Linked DNA regions of Mus musculus: regions 1 and 2 are each linked to region 3. Evidence: chromatin contacts called from public HiCAR-type data. All regions are on one chromosome and are shown on one strand. Each heading gives the region's core, a stretch centred on a gene start, on an enhancer-like site or on the middle of the called end of the contact. The rest is flanking DNA. Distances are from core to core; before and after follow the strand shown.

Region 1 (4,776 bases), core at 582-3,081, 2.3 Mb after region 3:
TGATTCTAAAGGGAAAACTAATGGTTTATGGGACCTCGATAGTGGTGTGTGGTGGGTTCTGTAGGGCCCTGCCTTGATCTATGAGAAGCCTATGCTTATGTTAAAAGCCAGGTCTCCGTGAAAGGCTTCCTGAAACCTGGAAGGTATGTGAGCTCTTATTGACCTATGTAACGTGGCGGGTCTTCACGAGCCCTAAATCTTACGTGGGACGTGGCTGATCTACAACAGGCGCTCACTAATTCTGCAGCGGTGGTGGTGTGGGTGGCAGGGAAGACGTGTGGGGTCAGGTTTCACGGCAACCAAGGGCTGCCTATCTCACCTGTCGGATGGGAAGAGAAGCAAGCCACTGCAGCCTCAGGAACCGAAGCCTCCGCGCTCGAGCTCCAGGTTCCCCCACCCGTGCCGCAGAGTCGCTCTAGCCGAGCCAGAGGCCGCCTTTGCGTCCAGCTCCACTCCTCCCTCCGGCCGCTCTAGCCCGCCTCCTACCGCTCTCCGGCCTCGGCAACTCCACTCCTCCTGCCGGCGGGTATCGCAATACACGGCGCCACGCTGGCCCGATAGGGCCGCTCTGGTCTGCCTTGGAGGACCCTTGTTTCCGTATTTCGACTGCCCCTGTCACTCTCCTGGGCCCCGCCCCCTTAGCAGGAGTGGTGCATGGTTCCATTGCCTGGTTAGGGCTCAATCTCGGAGAAACTTCAAGTCGCTCAGGTCCTAAGCACCTATCGGGACCTCACATGAGCTCTACCTCCCCAACTCGGACCTATTAAATTCCAAATGCTTGTATACCCTCTGTCACCACTGTCAACTCCTCCCGCTGTAATTGGAAAGAAAAAACAAAACAAAAACAGAACCCCCTCACATAGATAGACACACACACACACACACACACACACACACACACACAAACAAAAGCATAAAACACTCATGCGCTCGAGCATATATTTTCTTCTGATAGACTAACCTGCAAAATGCAATGACTTCCCTTTAGGCCTCAGTCTTCCCATCTGTTCAATGAGGATATGTTTCCGGTTCTCTCCCCTACAGCCATCTCCCAGAGTATAATTAATACCACAGAGAGGGTAAGGAAAAAAGCTTTCTGAGACGTGTTTAACGCTCTGTAAGTCTCGGCTTTAAAATGTACTGCAGAGATATTTGTTTATTTTAGGGAGCTCTAATCAAGCATCCATGATCGCAGGGACAGCTCTTTACAGGAAACAGCTTTGAGTTCAAGTCCCAGATGCTCTGTCCCTACGACAAGGCAGTCCGACTCCCTGGGCCTCAGTTTCCCTGCTGATAAATGAGTGTTATCGTTCTTCGCTGGGAGCCTGGATCTCTACCTACTTGTGCTCTCGACAAGTGCTCTCTCTCTCTCTCTCTCTCTCTCTCTGTTTTGTTTTGTTTTTTTTTTTTTTTTTCTTTTGAGGCAGGTTCATGCTAGGTCGCCCAAGCTAACCTCGAACTCATGGCAATCCTCCTGTCTCTGCTTCCCAACTCCTGGGATGACAGGCGGGCGCCAACGCGCCGGGTTTTCTCTTTGCTCTCTTTGACAGATGAGAAAACCGAGGCCAGAGAAAGGCGGCTGCAGGTTCACTGGGCGCACCCTGGGAGGCCCTCCGCGCCCGGTCCCCTCCCTGCTCCTCCCTGCGGCGGCTGGAGGAGGAGGCCGGGCGGGGCCAGGGACAGTGTACCTGGTGTCCGCGCGGGGAGGTGACCGGCGAGGCGCCCGAGGTCGGGCTCGGGGATCCCGGGCCCGGTGTCCCGACTCCGGCTTCCTGGCTCTGGCGGGCAGGAAGTCGGGGCGTTTTTCCGGAGCCCCCGCCCGCCGCCCCTCCCCGCTTCCTGCCCGCGCCCCGTGCCCGCCCGGCACCTCGGCTTCCTTCCCCTTCTCGCCGCCCGCGCGGCTCCTCCTTTCCCCGCGGGCGCGTCCCCACCCGGCCCCGCCCGGCTCCCCTTCGCCTTTGTCCGCCTCCGCCGCCCTCCCTGCTGTTGCCCAGCTCCTGCCCTGGCCCTTACTCTCTCTTTCTCTTAGTTTGCGACAAGGGCTCCCTATGTAGCCCTGGCTGGCCTCGAACTTGTTGTGTAAGGCGGGCTGGATTCGAACTCAGGTGTCTCTGCTTCTGGAGTAGAGAGATTAAAGCTAAAGGTGCGCGCCACCACCCTGATCTCTTTTTCGAAGCTCGAAGGCCTTCCTGCCCACAAGGTCAGGGGCCCATCCAGGCACTCCTTGCTTTCTGGCCTCTGTTGCTTCTCCCTGCTGCAGCTCCTCTGTGCCTTGATCACGCTGGGCCCATTTCTTGCTGTTGGCTGTCTCTCTCATGCTCTGAGATTTCAGGCTTTGTCCTTTCCTCAACTGTTATTATCAGGCCAGCCAGTTTGTGTCTGCTTCTTCCTTTGGCTATTTATCTCTGCATCCTTGTCTCTGGGGATCCCACTGAGTCTCCTCTTGGCCTCCTGTCTTTTAACAACCTGAGTCTGCTCTTCCCATCCCAATGACTGTCACACCACTCTAGCTCTCTCTGTCATCCCCCTCCCCCCGGTTCTTGACAGAAACTCTCCAAATCTGCCTTATGCAAGTGAACCCATGAGGGAATTAGGCCCCACTCCAGAAAATAATATCTTGTGTTCTCAGAGTTTAAATATAGGTAAAAATTTGGTAACACCCGGGCTGGTTCCCCCTTGCTTTGGGACATGAGGAGGGTGAGGCCCTATAAGGGAGATAAACCAGCATTTCAATTGGGGTGGGGACTTCCCCAAGAGACTTCCTGTTATTTTGGGGGGAGGGGGTTGGGGAAGACAGACAGCAAGAACTGTCTGGTCCCAGATCTCAGAAGTGGTCAGGTGAGAACTTGAACCTAGAATCCTGGGTCTGAGGGGGGAGGGGACTTGGGTTTTCTGCTCCTGGTTCCCTGGCAGTGTTGAGGAGCAGTCTACATGAGATCCATGACTCCTGCCAAGGGCTGCTTTGGGAAGGATTTATTATCACTTAAGTGGCCATGACAGATCTGGGAGGAGGGGGGGTGACACTAACGAGGCTGCTGTAATCAGCTCCCCTAGAGGCAGCGATTAAGGGCTCATTACCCACTAGAGAGGGAGCTGGACTTGGGGAAGGACAAGATTAGGTGGGAGAATAGGGTGGGGCAGCCTGGAGGCAAGGGTAGGCCACTCGAGTGGCTGGAGCAAGCACTGGGAAGGGGGGACTCCAGGGGAAGAGTGGGGAGGCAGGGATGCTGGAGTCAGACATATGGCAGGCAGGGAAGGGTGGGACATGTCAGTCATGGCTTTTCCAGCTGGGCATCTCCAATGTGGAGGTTGCCCACATCCTGGTAGGTGCCCTGGAGTCCCCTGGAGATGTCCTCATACATAGAACAGTCATCAAGGTTCAGGCCCTGCAGGGGTCAGAGAGGAGACATCAGTACCCTGACAGCTGGAGCCCCAGCGTCCAGTCAACTCCAGGGTGAGACTCAAGGCAGACACCACACCCCATGCACCCGACGCCTGCTGCAAACAGTGCTTACCTCATAGAGATTTTCATCTTCATAGTCATCTGGCATGTCCACCCCAAACTTCTCATTTTGCCACCGTTTCTACAGAAGGGGATGAAGTAGAAGCGACGTTTAGCAAGGAGGGAGGTGAAGGGTTTTTAGACTGTCTCCTACTAGCAAGTGCTTTATCAGAAAGAGTGAGGGATACTGTGCTCCCCACCATCAAGGCAGATCCCACCATCAGGATCTTGGCAGATTCTAGTCTCTGCCCCTCTCCTCTCTTTCTTTTTATGGGCCTCAAACTTTAAGCAATCTCCCTGTCTCAAGTGGACTGCTGCACCTCCCTGCCACTCCACTGATGCTCTGAGGATCTCTATCTAGCAAGAACTACCTGGGAACTCAGTACGTGGACCAGGCTGGCCTTGGCTCCCGAGAGATCCGCCTGCCTCTGCCTCCTGAGTGCTGCTAGGGTCAAAGCTGTGCACCACCATGCTAGCTCTCTACTGCTCCTCAATGACAAGCAGAACGGCGAGCAGGGAGTGAGTGGTGCTGGACATCTGTAATTCCAGTGCTTGGCAAACTGAGGCAGGAGGATTGGGAATTCCAGACCAATATGATCTATAGAGTGAGTTCTAGCCCAGCCTGAATTACATAGCAAAATGCTGTCTAACCCTCCCCACAAAAACAAAACAAAACACAAAACAAAAATTAAAACAAACAAAAATAAAACTGGTGGTGCCACCTGCCTGTAATTTCAGTGCTTGGAAGGTAAAGAGGAATCAGGCCAGCCATGGTGATATAGCAAGTTTGAGGCTAGCCTAGACTAATATCTAGCTTTAAAAAAATAAAATAAAATAAAGTAAAATAAAAACTGAAAGCAAAGAAAGTCCAGATGATAGCTCAAGCTGGTAAGTGTATTGCCATGCAAACCTGAGGATATGAATTTGGTGTGCGGAATCCCACAGTGGGAGGAAAGAATCAACTCCTGAAAGTTGTTCTTCGACCTCCACACTCAACATGCCCACGTACACACTAAGACATAAATAAAGTGCAGGGCGATAGGGGTGCACAACTGTAATCCCAGCACTCAGGAGGCAGAGGCAGGTGGATCTCTGTGAGTCTGAGGCCAGCCTTATATCTAGGACAGCCAGGGCTACACAGAGAGACCCAGTCTTGGGGGGTTAGGTGGTGGGGAAAAGAAAAAGTTAAAGAAAGGAAGAAGGGCAGGCATGGTGGCCCTTTAATCCCAGCAGCACTTGGGAGGCAGAAATAGGCAGATCTCTGTGAGTTCAAG
Region 2 (4,942 bases), core at 726-3,225, 3.0 Mb after region 3:
GTCTGTCCTTCCTTCATTCCTTCATCATCTGAATTGGATCAACCACAGAAGCCGTGCAGTTGGTGGCAGCCAGACGCTCCCTGGTTGTTCAGGAAATGAATGCACAGGACGCCCCGTGCAGGAAATATGAATGAACACTTTTCTGTGTGCATGTATGTGTGCACGCATGAATAGGCTACAATCCAACTTCTGGTGTCCTTCCTCAGGTGCTGTCTAGGGTAGTTTGTTTGTTTTTAGGACAGGGTCCTCCAGTGTCCTAGAACTTGCCAATTAGGCTAGGATGGCTGCCACTGAGCACCAGGACAGAGCAGCCTGTCCCAGAGTCCCCAAACCAAGAGATGCTACTTCAACAAGATTGAAGAAGAGAGACTCCTGAAAGCTGTCCTCTGAAGTCTACATCATGTCTTGACATGCTCACAAAGCACAAACCCAATACTAATGAAAAATTATTAAATGAAAAAAATCATAAACACGAGTATGAAGAACTCATACTTAATTGTAAAATAAAATTAGGCCAGAAGAGGGCGTTGGACATCCTCTAATTACATATAATTGGAGTTACGGGCAGTTGTAAGCTATCAGGTGTGAGTGCTGGGAACCAAACTGAGCCAGTGCTCTTAACTACTGAGCCATCTCTGCAGCCCACTTTTTCAAATTCTTTTTACTCATCCTTGTACACTTTCCCATGTGCAGTGCACTTTGAGCACATGTCCCACTGTCCTCTCTTATCCCTCCTCCTTCCAGACCTTTCTTCTCAGCAACTTCCCCTCTTCCTTCATGCAGTTCAGAGAGGCTCTGTGTAGAGCACTTGCCCGCCATGCAGGAGTCCTGTTTTCAATCCCTACCACTGTGGGGATGGGGGAAGCAACCCGACTTACCTGTAACTTGGTCATTGTTCTCTTCTCTTTGAGACAAGGCAGGGCTCTGGGAAGCAAGCTGGGGAAGAGAGGCTTCGTGAGAACACTGCTAGGACAGTTGGTCCACGTGGCTTCCTCAGCTTCTCCATCAGCCCCAAGGGCTGTGCGCGCTGACCAGGCTTTTCTGCCTACTTCCTACTAAGCCTCCGGGTTACCAGACTCACTCACCACATTCTCTATTTCTGGAAGCTTCAGGGGTGCTGGGCACTCTTACCTTCACAAGGCTGCCTGTGGTGATGGGTTTCCCAGAAAACACAAATGTTTAAGCAGCCCCAGAAGTCTGATGCATGCTGTGTCATGACTGACCACCAGCCTCAGAAGGGTCTGTCAATTGTGACAGCTATCTTACATGTTATTGTTTCCATACATGGGAGTGAAGTTAAACCTCTCTGTATCCTGCTCTAAAAGGCTTCATAATTAGCAAACATTATTGACCTGCCAGAGCCTCCAGAGTCTCTTTTTCCACATGCACGAAGATAATGACCAATAGAAATCTAAGCCCTGCAAGATGGCTTAGTGGGTAGAAGTGACTTCAGCTGAGCCTGATGGGGCGAGTTCGAGTCCCTGAACACCACACGGTGCAAGGAAAGACCTGACTCTCACAAGTTGTCTTCTGACCTCCATACATAAGCTGTGACACAACCCTCCCCTCTTAAATAAATAAATGCAAAACCAAACCAAATCAAAACAAAAACACATAAAAGTAAGAGTTGCCACTTAAGGCTTTATGACACTGGCCATCTGTCACCACAGCTTCTCTGCCAGGCTCCAGTGGGAAGCTAGACTCTCCCGGGGTTCCACCAGCAGCTGAGATGGGTCCAGGAATCAGGGCAGGAGGCCTCAGGCAGAACCCAGTTAAAAAGGACGGGTCGCTGCCACAGCTGCCCCGCTTTTCCCCGGAATGCAAACTCGTCTCTGAGAGGACACACCGGAATGCAAACTCGTCTCTGAGAGGACACACCGGAATGCAAACTCGTCCCTGAGAGGACACACCGGGGCACAGCGCACAGAAGGCCTGCGGGATGCTCCAAGCTCTCACCTCACTGGAAGGAAGCACTGCCAGGCAGCCTAGCCTTCTGGAGCTGAAGCAAACTTAGCTGCTAATGGCTCCAGAACTACAATTCCCAGAATGCCTCGGCGGAAGTTCATCGGTCTGGAGCTTTTTCTGGGACTACATTTCCCAGAACGAGAAGGTTCCAAGCTATTTTAACTAGAGTGAGGTCGGTGGAAATTGCTTTTTGGGAAATGTAAAAGTACCACTCTCGCTTAGAAAGGAAGTTGTGGGTCCAGACAAAATCAACAGTCTTTAGTCATATTTGGCCTTGTTTCGTTGAGAAATTTAAAATTGACCTTTATAGTGACTACCAGCTAAGTCCCATGGTTTAGAAATCTCAAAGGGTAGGTCTCTGTCTTGGCTGTAGGAAGGTGCAGTAACAGGACCAGAGGGCATAACTATCCTGGCTCCAGTTTTCAACCCTTTAGCCAGGGGGCTTATGGGGAACAGGGTCTCAAGTTTTGCCAACTTCTGGATAGAAAATTCTGTTCCTGAGTCAGATTAGCATAGGTAAGCTCTGGATGCCCTAGTGAGTTCGGTTAACATTCTGTCTAAGCTCCACCATACAGTTACCTGGCAACACCTAGGTATGCTCCTCCCCACAATTATCTGGCAACAGCCTGGTAGGCGGATCCACTATAAAAGTGGTTGCTTGCCCTCTCCTCTTTCTTTTGTCCTCTTGTTCTTTTGCTCTTCCCGTCTTGCTCCTGCTCTGTCCCCTCATACCTTCCCCCCTCTTTCTCCACGTGCTCATGGCCAGCCTCTACTCTTCTCCTCTACTTCTCTCTCCCATTCTCTGCCCTACTACCCTCTAAACTCCCCTCCCCAAGCCCTGAATAAACTCTATTCTATACTATACCATCGTGTGGCTGGTTCCACAGTGGGAAGGGATGTCTTGGCATGGGCCTGTTGAGGCACCCGCTTCCCCCATACCTCACCACACCCCTATAGAACGTATCCACCCCACCCCACCCCCATTTATCATTTTATAAACATATCAAGTTCTACTTCCCAGTCTGCATAAGGAGGGAAGAGGGTCCTAGGATTTGAGTATAATGGGGTGGTGGGTCTTACAGTTTGGTTTGCAGGTAAGTTCTATTTTAATGTAGGGGTCCCTGTCTGTCTTCCATCCTATCCCCTAATTTTCACATTCTCAGTGGTGGCAATAGAAAGTCCCTGGAAGGTTGCAAGTGGAACTTAAATCAGCAGGGCAGGTGCTACATCTACTCCAGTAGTGACACGTGCAACTGGCCCCAAAAACCTGGGCACTGTCCTGAGGCAAAAAGTCTCCTGGAACTGTGGCATCCTGAATAACGAATGCTCCAATGTCCATGCTTTAGTTGGTAAACAGATCTGTGTGCTTTCCCTTAATATTACTTTATTATAAGTGCTTCTAAGGATTCATTTTTGATATTTAGCTAAGTTAGATTCCTCATCAATCCTAGGCAGTCCTTGAGCCGACCAAGGGCTTTGAATTCAGTAAGAATGTTGCCTATTCAGTGACATTCAGAATTGCCTCTAGTATTGTAAGAGAGATAGTGAAAGAAATCAGGCATTATTATCTACTACATAGAGTTAGAAATCTCAGGGCAAACTACTCCCATATGCAGGAATTTACCATTATTTAGGAAGAAGGAAGGTTGTGGTCTAAGGAGGAACCAGAGTAGATACTTAGAACTATAGATAGCTGAGTTACACCCATACACAGGAATTTACAATGGCCTAAGGGGGAGGTGGACTATACAATAGACTAGAATAGGAACTATGGCAAGGGCGCGAAGCCCTTGCCCCTGACTGTTGCGGCCGCCAGCAGCTCGCAACATGAACGGTTCGACTGAGAAGGCCACTCGAGCTGTAAGAGAGGAATCTAGACGGGGCGAAAGAAGAAACGGAGCTAAGACAAATTTATTCTGATCAAAGCTCAAATTTTATTGTTGCGACACTAGTTATAAAGGAAGGGGGAGGGGACCCGACTCCCGCTAATCTCTGGTCCAGTAGAAAGGTGCACGTGTGTGGCTCCGCAGGTTCTAGCAGTGGGCCTGGCAGAACGAATGAGCAGGAAGCTCCACCCCTGAGCAAGCAGGTTTCAGGCTGGGGGAGGGGAGACTACACCTGACTTCTAAGATTAAGTGGACCTTAGGTGGAGCTGCTTTTGATCCCAGTTGTTAACATTGTATTTTATCCGAGTTGGTTCCTGCCAGTCCTTTGTAGGCATTCCTCTGTTTTGTGTCATATACTTCGATGTACCTTGCCTGCTGTGATATCCGACTCCTTTGCTTTCTGTATTATAAGACTAGTGCTTGCTTTAAGACATTACATTCAGATCCACACTCCCTTGTGTCATGTCTGTTTGTCACCCCTCCTTCTTCCCGACTCTTTGCCTACCTGTAACCGAAACCCAAGTTTCGCCCATGGATCAAGGACCCAAGTGAGGTTCATCTGTGGCAGCTGGCGCCTTGAACCAGGACATCAGACAGGTAAGTCTTTTCTCTCCTTTTTCCCTTTTCGTTTTTTACTTCTCAGGCAAGGATAGGATCTCATCAGAGCGCTGCAGGCCCACTGATAAGAATCGTCAGTTTGAGGAGGACAAGTAAGTTTTACCATGGAGCAGTCAGAATCGAAAAAGAAATGGTTGTTTCTGTCGGTCTTTAAGCACGTGTTGTCTGGCAGAGGTCTAAAGGTCTCGGATAAATCCTTACAAGAATTTTATTATTTCGTGCAAAAAAAAAAAAAAAAATCAGCCCTTGGTTTCCAGAGAAGGGAAGCTTAACATTGGAGGATTGGAAGCGAGTAGATAAAGTTATGAGGAAGTTTCATGAGGAAAATTCATCTAGGGAAGTCCCCAGTAATGCCTTTACTCTGTGGCAACAAATGAGGGATATACTGACTGAGAAAAAAGACTTAGAATTTCTTGCAGAGGAATCTCCTTCAGAGCCCTCTGATGATCAGAAAGTGAGACCATCTGCTTGTA
Region 3 (4,914 bases), core at 1,950-4,449:
CCCGTATCTGACTTCTTATTAGCCTATGAAGAGATGACTCATCCTGAAACCTTGGGCCTGTGCCCAATGTCCCTCCAATGGGTGACTCAATTTCAAGATTGAAAGCACCTCCAGTCCTCTTCCAAAGGTGAGGGTCTGACTCAGGAGCTGCAGGCTGCTTGCCATAAGGGACAGGCTGAAAAATCACCTCAGTGGATAATCCCACAGGGCCACTGCTCACAGTGGCCTCGCACCACAAACTCCATGTATCTGAGTTCATTGCAGATGACATAAACAAGGGCAAGGAAAGGGTAGAACTTGAACTCAAAGCTCTCCCTGGTACACTGGGATCATGAAGGCAGCCATGGTGGTGCATGTCTATAATCCCTGCATTTGGAAGAAAGAGGCGGGGAAAGCAAGAATTTAAGGCTATCCTTGGTTTTGAGGCTAGACTGGGCTACTTGAGACCCTACCTCAAAATAAATAAGAGGAAAGCATGGAGCTGCAGGTATATGTCAGTGATACAGCATGTGTGAGCCTCGGCATTAGAAAACAAGAGGTATCAGGTGGTGATGGCACAGGCCTTTAATCCCAGCACTCAGGAGACAGAGGCAGGAGGATCTCTGTGAGTTCCAGGACAGCCAAGAATACAGGGAAAGTCTATCACACACACACACACACACACACACACACACACACACACACACACACACACACACACAAACCCCCAAGGTGCTGGAGTTGGGGCTCAGCAGTTAAGAATGCTTGCTTTTCTTCCAAAGGATCCGAGTTCAGTTCCTAGTGTCCAGGTAGCTTCAATTACCTGTAAGCTCAACTCCAGATCTGATGCCCCCTGCTGGTCGCCAAAGGCACCTGAATGCACCTGCACAGGCACACATGTACACATAAGTAATTAAAGAACCAACCAACCTTGAGGTAATGATCTAGTGTCAGAGCCTAGAACATAAGTCCTCTAGACATGAAATCATCTTCATTTATTTATTTAAAAATCTAAGACCCTGCCAGGCATGGTGGCGCACGCCTTTAATCCCAGCACTCGGGAGGCAGAGGCAGGCGGATTTCTGAGTTTGAGGCCAGCCTGGTCTACAAAGTGAGCTCCAGGACAGCCAGGGCTATACAGAGAAACCCTGTCTCGAAAAAACAAAAAAACAAAAACAAACAAACAAACAAAAATCCAAGACCCTGGGCTAGAGAGATGGCTCAGAGGTTAAGCACACTGACTGCTCTTCCAGAGACCATCCCCAATGAGATCTGATGCCCTCTTCTGGTGTGTCTGAAGTCAGCTACACTGTACTTATGTATAATAATAAATAATTTTTTTAAACCCAAGACCTTGTGCCCATGTAAAACCCAGGCTCTTGTTTTTTGAGATTGGCTCTTATCATGTAGGCCAGGTTGGTGTTGGGCTAGTGAAACATAAGAATGTCTTGTGTCTGCCTCCTGTGTAATATGATTATATGAGTGTGCCATCACCCATGGTTTAGACATGAGATTTCTTCATTGTTTTAAACATTGAAATTCTTTTCTTTAAGATTTATTTATTATGTGTGTACATTATAGCTGTCTTCAGACACACACCAGAAGAGGGCATCCGGTTTCATCACAGATGGTTGTGAGCCACCATGTGGTTGCTGGGAATTGAACTCAGGACCCCTGGAAGAGCAGTCAGTGCTCTTAACCACTGAGTCATCTCTCCAGCCCTGGAATTCTTTCCTAAAAAGGTCTTACCTATGTACTTTATTATTCGAGGCAGGGTTTCTATATGTAGCTCTGGCTGACCTGGAACTAGCATAAATTCACAGAGATCTGTCTGCCTCTGTCCTGAGTACTGGGGATTAAAGGTGTGTGCCACCCTGCCAGCCTTAAAAAGATTTAATTTTATGTGTGCGGGTAATTTTGCCTGCAAATGTCTGTGCATGCTATGCATGCCCTGAAGAAACCACAAGAGGGTGTTCAATGCCCTAGAATTGTGGTTAGAGATGATTGTGAACCCCCATTCAGGGTGCTAGAAACCAAACTCCCAATTCTTCAAGAGAGCGACTAATGGCTCTTAACTACAGATCCATCTCTCCAGCCCTGAGACTGTTTTTGTTGTTTTTCTTTTTCTTTCTTCCTTCCTTCCTCTCTCTCTCTCTTTCTCTCTCTCCCCTGTTGTTGTTGGTTTGTTTGTTTTTCAAGACAGGGTTTCTCAGTATAGCCCCTGGCTGTCCTGGAACTCACTCTGTAGACCAGGCTGGCCTCAAACTCAGAAATCCGCCTGCCTCTGCCTCCCAAGAGCTGGGATTAAAGGCGTGCGCCACCACCGCCCGGGTTTTGTTGTTTTTCAAGACATGGTTTCTGTGTAATAGCCCTGGCTGTCCTAGAACTCACTTTGTAGATCAGGCTGGCCTTGAACTCAGAAATCTGCCTGCCTTTGACTCCTTAGTACAGTAATTAACGGTGTAGGGCACATACCCGGCTAGCCCTGGAATTCTTTGAAAACAAACACATATAAATTTATTTATCCACAAATCTCGCACTCTGCAGTCCTGGGCTCGAACTCAGGACATCAGATTTGGCAGACCTGCTGTCATTTCATTCCCCTCCCCTTTTGTGTGTATTGGGGAGGAGTGTTTGAGATGGGGGGTCTATGTGGTCCAGGTTGGCCTAGAACTCACATAGATCCGTTAGCCTCTGCCTCCAGAGTGCGGGTATAAAAAGCTGTACCATCAAGTTGTCTCCTCTGTGTGCGTGTGTGACTACCCCTGACTAGGAACTGGCCATGGAACTAAGGATGACAACCTCTGAACCTCCACTCTCCATTTCCCAAGTGTTGGGATTACAGGTTTGTACCACCATGCATCAGACTTCTCACGGGAGATTTAGTGGAAGGGAAGGCAACTAACTGCTTGAGAATTGACTGCGGAAGCACTGAAACTTACGCCTGTGGGGATGTCTCAAGTCTTTGGAAAGTCCATCTTGTCTCTGAATGTTGAATGAGTGCGTGGTTGAACTTGTTACTGGGGCGGAGTAAGTGATGTAGGGAAAGATCGCGGGGGCGCACGACCTAGACCCTGACCAGAATCAGAAGCCAAGTGCTGGTTCCCTGCGAGACACACGGTGGCATCCGAGGCTCCGCCCCACACTCGTCAACTCGTCACTTCCGGCGAGGGCCGTGTTTTGGGCTTTCCCTGGGAGGTGGAGTATCGGTTAACCCCTGCATATCCGAGCGGCCTGGAGCTCGGCGGGCCGGAACCCACGAGTTGGGGCTCCCCAGCCACACCCCTCGTAGGATTTTAAAGGGGAAGGAGGGGCCGGACGGGCCAAAGCCCGGGCCCTGGGAGCGGGTATGAGGCGCTGCCCGTGCCGGGGGAGCCTGAGCGAGGCGGAGGCCGGCGCACTGCCAGCCGAGGCCCGCATGGGGCTGGAGGCGCTGCGAGGTGGGCGGCGGCGACAGCCTGGACTACAACGACCTGGACCGGGAGCAGGTGGCCCGACGGGACGGCCGGAGGGGGGCGGTCCCCGGGCCTGGATCGAGGAGTCCAGCCTCCACTCCGAGGCGGAGAGGACCGACCTCGAGCCTGCGCCGTGTCCGAACGGTCCACAGGCAGAATCCTGTGGAGATGGACACGCGGAGTGCGAAGCAGCTGGCCTAGTAGTTGCGTCGGAGAAGCCCAGGCAAAATAAGGAGCTAGACGGGTCCAACCTCCAGACACATCCAAGAAGGAACAGCCCCCTGGTTGAGATGGAGATGGCCGGTTCCTGGACAGATGGCTTTCGAACTGATCTTCACAGATCTGACCTCCAGTCTCGGCCAAAGAGAGCCAGCCTCTGTACCCAACCAGGGTTTGATGAGTCCTGGACCGAACTGGACAGATCCGATATGTGGCAGACTCTGCCAGAGAGGGACAACAAGCCCAGGGTTGATAACCTTAGGACCCACCATGGCGTGTCCAAACTCCAAACTCACCCAGTCTGCCTCTCACCAGAATCAAGTGCTGATAACTCCGGCAAAGAATTGTCCGCGGATGCTTCCAGGACTCCACATGACACCGACGGCTTCTGGATAGAGTCCCAAACTGATGACTCTCTCAAAGGACCTAGTACTCAGACAGCCTGCAGACAACCTGGGAGTGATGGTTTTTCCTCAAAAGACACTGAGAGTGCCTTGACTCAACCTGGCACTGATGGCCTCCGGGATGACAGCGTTTTGGGGGAGTCCAATGGAAATGATCCATTAGATTTATCAGAGCCTGGAGAGTTGGTGACTAACCTGTGCTCCCACCTGGAGTGCAGCTCCCTGTGTCCTGTGCCCCGCCTTATCATCACCCCAGAGACTCCTGAACCTGAGGCCCAGCCGGTGGGACCCCAATCCCGGATTGAGGGGGGCACTGGCGGCTTCTCTTCTGCCTCCTCTTTTGATGAATCTGAGGATGACTTGGTAGCCGGGGGCGGAGGTACCAGCGATCCTGAGGACAGAGCTGGAGTGAGTAGGACCCACCACCCCAAATCTCATGTCCTCCCATCCTTTTGCCTTGGCTTAGAAAGTCCTCTTCCAGGTTACTCTTACCTACCTGCCGGCAATTCCATCTCTCGCTCCCTCTTCCATTCACTGGTCACTTCCCCGTGACACCAGGTGACTAACCCATTTCATTAACCCCCTACTCTTTGCTCTTTCATTTCTGTCTTTTCCTTTAACCCCTCTGTCACTAGTTCTTGGGAGCGGTCCGCAGTGGACCTTAATCAGGCCTAAGGGATCTCTGAGATTGTGCCAGTGTGTGAGTCTAGGTGCACACATAATTTTACATGCAAGGCTTCTGTGGACTCCTCCGCAGGAAGTCTGATGCCCAGCTCTTAAGAATACCACCAGTAAGAGGCTGGAGAGATGGCTCAGCTCTAAGAGCACTGGCTGTTCTTCCAAAGGACCCAGGTTCA

What was found. HiCAR-type assays count read pairs that join an accessible place to other places.
Region 1: a HiCAR-type map of astrocytes shows a contact between it and region 3, with 3 times the contacts expected there. The contact joins the promoter of Arhgef1 here to the promoter of Itpkc in region 3. A contact is called at or near these places in 1 of 39 promoter capture datasets (pre-B cells), 1 of 115 datasets of contacts at active chromatin or transcription factors (astrocytes) and 2 of 9 other capture datasets (adipose tissue and liver).
Region 2: a HiCAR-type map of astrocytes shows a contact between it and region 3, with 4 times the contacts expected there. The contact joins the promoter of Zfp108 here to the promoter of Itpkc in region 3. A contact is called at or near these places in 1 of 39 promoter capture datasets (hippocampal neurons) and 1 of 115 datasets of contacts at active chromatin or transcription factors (astrocytes).

What each region holds. Positions count from the first base shown.
Region 1 is chr7:24,900,041-24,904,816 of GRCm38.p6, reverse strand. Arhgef1 (Rho guanine nucleotide exchange factor (GEF) 1) reads right to left here and starts at 1,831. Exons shown (of 30, transcript NM_001130151.1): 1 at 1,689-1,831. It overlaps Cd79a (CD79A antigen (immunoglobulin-associated alpha)), which reads right to left. Exons shown (of 5, transcript NM_007655.4): 4 at 3,516-3,584; 5 at 2,959-3,386. The coding sequence ends at 3,273.
Region 2 is chr7:24,251,827-24,256,768 of GRCm38.p6, reverse strand. It overlaps Zfp108 (zinc finger protein 108), which reads right to left and starts at 1,975. Exons shown (of 4, transcript NM_018791.2): 1 at 1,847-1,975; 2 at 879-936. The coding sequence starts at 893. It also overlaps a transcript of Zfp109 not described here.
Region 3 is chr7:27,226,902-27,231,815 of GRCm38.p6, reverse strand. Itpkc (inositol 1,4,5-trisphosphate 3-kinase C) reads left to right here and starts at 3,199. Exons shown (of 7, transcript NM_181593.3): 1 at 3,199-4,465. The coding sequence starts at 3,329. It also overlaps a transcript of Coq8b not described here.